2 separate regions of the Gossypium hirsutum genome follow, and region 1 is linked to region 2. Evidence: chromatin contacts called from public Hi-C data. All regions are on one chromosome and are shown on one strand. The core of a region is the stretch at or near the end of the contact, and the rest is flanking DNA. Distances in the headings are between cores, read along the strand shown. Region 1 holds the start of LOC107951678 (L-ascorbate oxidase). Region 2 holds the start of LOC107951681 (inositol-3-phosphate synthase).

Region 1 (4,107 bases), core at 1,183-3,682, 170 kb after region 2:
GTGGGGTAGGAATTATTCTATTTAAAACCTGAAACTGTATGGCATCATTTAAATCATGTGCATACAAATCTAAAAATTATGTTATGATACATATGCGTAAAACTATGTACATATGTCTATACATGCATGGAATATGATTATTGTGGCAATTCTGATGATTTGATTATTTTGAAAACTATTATTTGATTTCTGATATATTAGTGATGGTTGCATTTGAAAACTGATATTATGAACTGAATTGCTATCTTGATTATTCTATGCAATGTTAACAAATGTGTCCTAATGAGTGTCGCATTGGTTTTGTTGTAAATGGATTCACACTCACTCCTCCTTTAATTTCATCATTACAGATAACCCACTAGGTTAGAATGTAGCCAAGGCATTCGGAAGGTCTTGGCACAATCCAACTTATTTTCAATTTATTAAGACATATTATTTTGATTTATTTTATTATTTGAGGTTTATAATATTTTATTTGAACTGTGGCATGGGATTTAGGACTTAGGATGTTTTTATTATCGCATGACATTTAATTGTGATTTTAATTAGAACATTAAATTTTTACTATTAATTGATGATGTATGAACCCCGATTTTTATTAAAAACTTAAGTAAAGACCGTCTTTTCCACTGCTAGAAGATAATTTAAACGTTAAGAAAATCATAATTGATATCATCCAAATTTCGAAGAGTATATGGAAGAATGAGATATAGATTATCTTAATGATGCAGATTCAAATGCAAATGATGATGAACTTGATTAAGGACCAACAGATGATGATAAGGAGAGTATGTTCAATATTAAAAAGAGAATATAACCCAATATATATGCACTAGATTAATTAGATAAAATTGCGTATGATATTTATTTTTTCTTATATTTATTACTAATACAATACATATGATGATTTGATTTTAAATTTTTTTATAGAAATTATTATTATACTAATATTTTTATAATTTTTAAAATTTTTTAAAATATAAATTATATAACTGTGTAATTACAGTTTGTACTACTAAACATGCACATGAAATTACAATATAATTACTCTATCAACCAAATACATTAAGGGAATTACAATTTTTTATAATGACAAGATTGTAATTACACTTTCATTCAATTAATCTGTATTGTCTAAACAAATCCTATTATAATTATAAAATAGTAATAATTATACTTTTATTTAATTAGTGTTGACGAAATTTATGATTAATTTTTTAAATTACCTTTTTTAACATAATCTATTTATTCTTTTGGCATGCTAACATGTGCACTTGTCAACAAACTTGGAAGAAAATCCACGTTAATACTCGGCTTCTTCGTTTGAGGATACATATGCTTCTGTTCAACTTGTCTGACTGGTTTATTCCGCTGCCAAAAGTGGACTTTCTTAATTTCTTTATCTACTGGCATATATTTTGCCTTCATTTTTATTAAAATTTAAAATTTTTTATTTTTTAAAATTTAAAATTTAAAATTTAAGTCTAATTATTAACACTTTAAATTTTTTTGGTGACATTTTCAAATAATTATGTAACTAAAAAATTAATGTCGTAATGAATCTAAATTAAACAAAATAAATTTTAAAAATTTTAATAATGAAACTAAAATTTGAAATCTAAAAAGGTAGAAGGACTAAATTCTTAAAAATAAAAGTATAAGGACTAAATTTTAAATCTAAGAAGAATACATAAACTTATAATATATCTGAACCTTATATTTATTAAAAATAATTTATAAGTAATTAATTAAATTTAAATAAATTCAACTCAAATTAATTAACTAAAATAAATATAGAAAAGAAATCATATATTTATGCTTGATGAAACTTAAATATGAACTCTTAGTTTTCAAAATTTCAAACATGCTATTAAGCCAAAAATTCATTTGCCATAATCATACTTTTCTAATTTACTAAATATAAAAATATATTTCAGTTTTCACGCATTTATTATAATGATATTGTTGTTTTGACTAATAAATAAATAATTTATTATTTAATTTCTAAAAAATCTTAGAAAAGGCAAGAAAATTCTAAAAGGGAAAGAAAAAGACGTGTTGATCTTCCCAACTAATTGACCACGTATGAAAGGCATAGATGCTAGTAAAATTATTATTGAAACTTTTATTAAAATAATAAGTATACATTAAAGTGTAAGTTAATTCTTTCTTTTAACAGTTTCATTTTTTTTTATATTTTTAAAAATTAGTATGATTGATAGAATAATCTAACGATGACATGTAACATATTATATGTACTACGTAATTGATGAATTTTTAATAAAATAATTAATTATATAATTGACTAATTTATCTAATTTTTAATTATAAAAAATACAATACAATTTAACTGTTAATACAAAATTCCATTATACTTTTACCCTCTATCCCTCGACATACTATATATACTTTGCACGCCAAGGGTGTAACCACTCAAAATTTTTTTGTTGACTGAGTGGAAAGCTGAAAGCATGATCTTTAGCAATATGGTTTTGATACCAAAATGCAAAAGCAGAGTAATCTTATTTCTATGGTTATTAGGGATTATAGCTTTGTTAAATGGTTCGGCCGTTGAAGCTCGGATTCGTCGGTATAAATGGGAAGTGAAGTACGAATACAAGTCCCCTGATTGTTTAAAGAAACTGGTAATAACCATCAATGGCCGAACACCTGGTCCTACAATCACCGCACAGCAAAATGATACTATCATCGTTGAGCTCACCAACAGTTTGTTAACAGAGAATGTTGCAATTCACTGGCATGGAATTCGACAGATCGGAACACCCTGGTTCGATGGAACTGAAGGAGTGACTCAATGTCCGATTTTACCCGGAACCACTTTCAAGTATCAGTTTGTTGTCGACAGAGTAAGTTTGTGTTTCAAGTTTCAAGGCTTTTTTTTCTTTCTTCTAATTTGAGATTTATAAACTGAAATTCCAAAAAAATTTGTATTGGATTTAGGCTGGAACATACTTGTATCATGCACATTATGGGATGCAAAGAGAAGCTGGGTTATATGGATCAATCATTGTTGGACTTCCTGATGGAAAATCCGAACCTTTTACCTACGATTATGATCGGAATATTATACTCAATGATTGGTACCATAAAAGCACTTATGAACAAGCTGCTGGCTTGTCTGCTATTCCCTTCCAATGGGTTGGAGAGCCTGAGTCACTTTTGATCCATGGAAGAGGAAAGTTCAACTGCTCTACTTTAATTACTCCAAGTTTAGACGCTGGTATTTGCAATGCTACAAATCCAGATTGTGAGCCTTTCAGATTAATAGCAGTCCCTGGAAAAACTTATCGATTGAGAATCTCTAGTTTAACTGCTCTATCAGCCCTCAGCTTCCAAATTGAGGTATTTCTTAAGACTGTAAAATGGGTTCAAATTTTGCCTGTTTTTAAATCTGGAAGCTAATTTGTTTCTGTTTCAGGGTCATAATATGACAGTGGTTGAAGCTGATGGGCATTACGTTGAGCCATTTGTAGTACAAAACTTGTTCCTTTACTCGGGAGAGACATATTCGGTCCTAGTAAAAGCCGACCAAGATCCCACAAGGAATTATTGGATAACATCCAATATTGTTGGTCGATCAGCACCCAAAACTCCTCCTGGTCTCGGCGTTTTCGTTTACTATCCAAATCATCCAAGGAGATCTCCTCCCACAACTCCTCCACCTCCTCCTCTATGGAATAACACTGACCCTCGATTAGCTCAGAGTCACGCCATTAAAGCTCGCCAAGGTTACATTCACACTCCACCTTCACGTTCAGACAGGGTCATTGTGTTCCTCAACACACAAAACACGATCAATGGGAATGTTCGGTGGTCGGTCAACAATGTCTCTTTCGCACTTCCTCATACACCTTACTTGATCGCACTCAAGGAAAATCTAACCCATGTGTTCGATCAAAACCCACCTCCCGATGGGTACGATTTCCAGAATTATGATATCCGTATAGTACAAGAGAACAAAAATGCTACTTCGAGCAATGGGGTTTACAGGTTGAACTTCAACTCAACTGTGGATATTATACTTCAAAATGCCAACTCCATGATTCTTAATACCAGTGAGACGCATCCTTGGCATTTACATGGACA
Region 2 (4,539 bases), core at 1,003-3,502:
TGGTGTTCTTGCCTCCCATGAATATCTCTGATGTGTACTCATCCATGGCTCTCTTGCTGTCTCCCACATACGGCACATACTATAATACAAGGAAGACAAAGTACACATTTTAAGACCAATCAAGCAAAAAAGCTTTAAGGTCACCACTCACAAGTGCCGAAACAGACACAGATGGGTAAAAAAATATTTACCTTGATGACCACAACATGATCAGGATGTTCACCAGGCTCATAGAGGATTCCATTGCTTGAAACCATGTCATCAACAACATTGCTCTTTGAGATCTCCTTGGAACGGAAGGTTTGGGGTGCTGACAGATTCATGCCATCATTATTTCCCAGATGGTTGTAACTCACTATCGATGTTGGCTGTCAATTTATCATCACCATTAGTACAACCACCTATCAATGTCATATTATTTACATTTTATTGACACATAAGCTACCAAACACTTAAACTTTCTACTTCAATTATATTGGTACTAATTGCTTATTATAACAATTACGGCGATAGTGCCATAAAGTCAAAAGATTTATACCTTGATACCAGCCCCAACAAGGAAATCCACGAGGACAGATTTCATCTTGGTCTGGCCACTCTTGAAGTCATCTCCTCCAATCAGACAGTTCCTTTGAATAGCCAAATCAATCAACCCTGAATACAATAAGAGTCACTTGTAGAGGTTATTACATTTACTCGTCATTACAATTTATAAAATTAGGAAGACAGCTGAGCTAAATTAAGAACCTGGAACAAAGGTGTTTTGTGGGCTGCCATTGATGAAAGGAACATTTTCAAGAACACAAGCAATAGCATACAAAGTGGAAGGAGAAATCTCTGATTCATTCTTCTCCAAAGAAGCCATAAGGCTTTCCACGGTGTCATTTAGCCCCACAATGACATTGCTGTACCTCTCAGTGTTTGCAGTCCAGAGTACAACAACCTTGTCCACCTTGTTTTTCTCTTTGAACTCCCTGATTTACCCAATCAAATGTTAAAAAATTCAGCTACTTTTCCTGTTCTACAAGCTTAACAAATACAGTTTGGAGGGTTGGAGTTGATTATATACCTGATGTCTTTGATGACCTGCTGAACTTGTTCTTTCTTGGTCCCCTTCATGACATTATTGGCACGTTCACCTTGGTTAGCAGCAATGAAATCAGGATCGTAGATTCCAGGGAGTGGGACCATGGATTCCATGTAGGGTCTCAGTTGCTTTTGCAGATCAATGTCGAAAACCTTGGCCCTAGCCATTGCATCAGCTAGGTTCATGTCACTAATGTCCCATCCTCCAAACACAATATCATTTGGGTTCACCTTTATTCATTCATTTATCAAGCATTAAGCATTAAGTAGCAAACTAGTAAATTAAAAACTAAATCTGGGTTTATAATTCGTATACCATAGGAAGAAGACTCTTAAATGGAGCATAAATCTCTTCTCCATTGTAGGACCCAACTCGGATCGTTGATGCTTGAGTCAATGAACCAAAGTAATTAGCCTGTTGTACCTTGTCCTTAGTAGCCCAAGAGATACCCCTGAGAAAACCCATCATTACCCATATCTCAAAAATCCAAAAAAAAAAAAGGAGAAAAGAAAACAAATCAAAATTAATCAGATCTTTTATCTAGAAAGTACAAAACTCACTCTTTGTTAGCTATAACACCTCCGGTGAGGGTTGAACCATTGTTTCCTCCCCATCCCACAAGCATCACCCTAAAACACATAAATAAATAAAATCAAAATAATCAAAATCGAAATGGCAAAAAAACAAATGATGGGCAGATTTGGATTCTAACCCCAATTTAGGGACATGGATATCAGTCTTGAATTCATATTTGACAGTTTTGGGTTTAACAACCCATTGATAGGTTCCATTTTTGTTCTCATGAACAAGCTCTGTAGTTTCATAGTTGTAAACAGACTGAATTTCATTCTCCGTGTACTTCACATTGGGGCTCTCTACCTTAAAACTCTCAATAAACATTTTTGCTGAATTTTTTTTAAAAAAAACCCACAAAAGGCAAATAAAAAACACAAACTTAGAATGGAAATGAAACTGTTTTTATTTCTCTTTTGCCCCACAATTTTGTGCTTCAAAGCTTGGGACTAGGAGGCTTATTTATAGAGGAAACATATAATGAGAGGATACACGTGGCATCATCACAATGGTTGATGCCTTACGTTAAAATTTCGTCATTGAATCCCCTTTGGTTTTTCGATTCAAGAGAAGGTAGGCCATGCCTATGCTGTTTTGTGGTTTTTTTGCCCGTTCGTACGTGTGAAGAGGGGTGTCATTTTTGACGTGTAATACACTTTACACGTGGCTTAACCTTGTGAAGGAAATTTTATTTTATTTTATTTTTATTGTGTTGCCATTGAGAAGGTACTCGAAGGGGTATATTGATTGAATGACTGGATCGTTTAGTAGGACCCATATCCACGCGCTGTATTTCCACGTGGATAAAAGACCGGAATTTTAATGGTATATGCCGAAGACTTGGCCGACGGTGAAGAATAGGTGTTTCTTACGCGCTTTAGTTGAGGTGTATTGTGCATCTCAACTATCAACTGAGTCCGTCCTTGCTTGTTTTCATGTGAGGCCAGAGTGGGAAGTAATAATAATAAAAGATACGGCTTTTCTTACATCAATAATATAAAAAAATTTAATAATTCAAATATATACCCATAAAATTATTTATCAAAATAGTACTTTTACTACAGTATTTTGTCAGTGTTGGGGTAAATTAGTGACACAAGATTAAAATATATTGACTTAAAATATTCAGGGATTTAATACGTAAATTTCTCATTTTGATTGGTTGTTAAAAAGAATTGTTAGGTCCGTTAATAGTGTGAGAGCATCAAACTTTAAATAAGTTAAACTGCTTCATAAACTTTCTCTATTTATTATTTTCTTTTATTTTCTTTTAATACAAAAAATAGAGAGGCTTCTTACCAATTACTCAAAAAAAATTTCTATCAAATTTTCTTTTTGTAAAAAAATTGATTCCTATTGAAAATAAATTTTATTTATTTTTTGAAAAATAATTTTTGTTCAAATTCTTTTATTCTTGTCGGAATAATTTTTAAAAAAAATTATTTGAACAAAAAAATTATTTTTTTAAAAATAAATAAAATTTATTTCTAGTTAAAATCGATTTTTTTACAAAAATACTTTTTAGTAAAAAAAACTTTATAGACTAATTGATAAAAAGTCTCTCTATTTTTTGTGTTAAAGAGAAATAAAAAGAAATAATAAACAAAAAGAGTTTAAAAAACAATTTACTTTATTTAAAGTTTGGTGTCGCCGCACTGTCAACTTATATATTAGATTTTGAATATTTTAAGTCATCATGTTTCAGTATGGTGTCGCCAATTTATTAGGTAACACCAGTAAAATATTGAAATAAAGATATCATTTTGATAAATAATCTTAAGAGCATATTATTTAAGTTATTTTTATTATTATTAGGATAAAAAAACCAAAATTTACAGTTTAACTATTAATCTGGCATGGTTAAAAAGATGAGATCCCGTACTTGTCAGCTAGAATCAGGGTCGTAAATAAATAAAAGGATTTGACTGAGACTTTGACACTTAAAAATAAACCAGACTGAGATCAAGATTAGAGTTTTCTCAAATTGCTAATTTATAAAAATATTAAATTATTTTTGTATTTTAGTTAACAATTTTTTAATGCCACTAAGTGTATCTCGTGCTTTGGTAGAATATAATATATTGTTTTTCATGAAACTTTTATAATGTACTTTTTTTTCATATTAAAATATATTTTATTGTTCACAATAATTATGTTAGATATTTAAGCTAACTTTTCAAAATATTATTATTTTTTAATCATTGTTAAAAATAATAATCTCTTAAAACTTATTATTTAATTATGCTTAATTGTTTATAAATTAACATGTTTTTAAAAAAGTTTAAAATTTATCTTTTCGATGAGTCAAAAAAATTTATTAAATTAATTTCTTAACAAATTTTTGATAAATTTAAATGTGTTAGTTATAATTTTGATAAACATTATTAGAAATAAAAATCCTCTAAAGCACTTAAAATAAATATAATATGTAATGATTTTTTTTAAAATATCTTTTTTCTATTATCAAATTCAATTCATTAAAAAAGCGTTTCGAAAAAATTAAAATTTTTTAGTTATACATTTGATAAATTTCAAATGTAATAAAAACTATAATGGCAATTTTGAAGTATAATAAATAATAAAGAGCATTTATTTTTCAGAATATATATTAGTCTCTAATCTCATATGTATTGTATGTAATTTTATATATTAATTTATTTAAAATCTAAATAGTATAATAATAAATTGAAACAATAATTAAAATATTTTTAACATATTCAATTGATAGTGTAGTTTTACTTCATGTAATTTTTAAATTATAAAAATTAATATAGTAAATTAAATTCTTAATTTTTTATTTTTTTATTTTTTTCTTAGCCGTTAATATATTCCCAAAACATTTTACAGATAATATATAATTAATATATTAATTAATATAT

What was found. Hi-C and Micro-C count contacts between places; a contact is called where the count stands out from the background.
Region 1: a Hi-C map of leaf shows a contact between it and region 2, with 1.6 times the contacts expected there. The contact joins the promoter of LOC107951678 here to the promoter of LOC107951681 in region 2. A contact is called at or near these places in 9 of 34 Hi-C or Micro-C datasets (callus and leaf).

Annotation. Positions count from the first base shown.
Region 1 is chrA02:99,136,123-99,140,229 of Gossypium_hirsutum_v2.1, forward strand. It overlaps LOC107951678 (L-ascorbate oxidase), which reads left to right and starts at 2,433. Exons shown (of 3, transcript XM_016886802.2): 1 at 2,433-2,867; 2 at 2,962-3,363; 3 at 3,440-4,107. The coding sequence starts at 2,472.
Region 2 is chrA02:98,968,737-98,973,275 of Gossypium_hirsutum_v2.1, forward strand. It overlaps LOC107951681 (inositol-3-phosphate synthase), which reads right to left and starts at 2,253. Exons shown (of 10, transcript XM_016886803.2): 1 at 1,800-2,253; 2 at 1,648-1,716; 3 at 1,403-1,538; 4 at 1,070-1,317; 5 at 748-974; 6 at 539-654; 7 at 192-368; 8 at 1-79. The coding sequence starts at 1,987.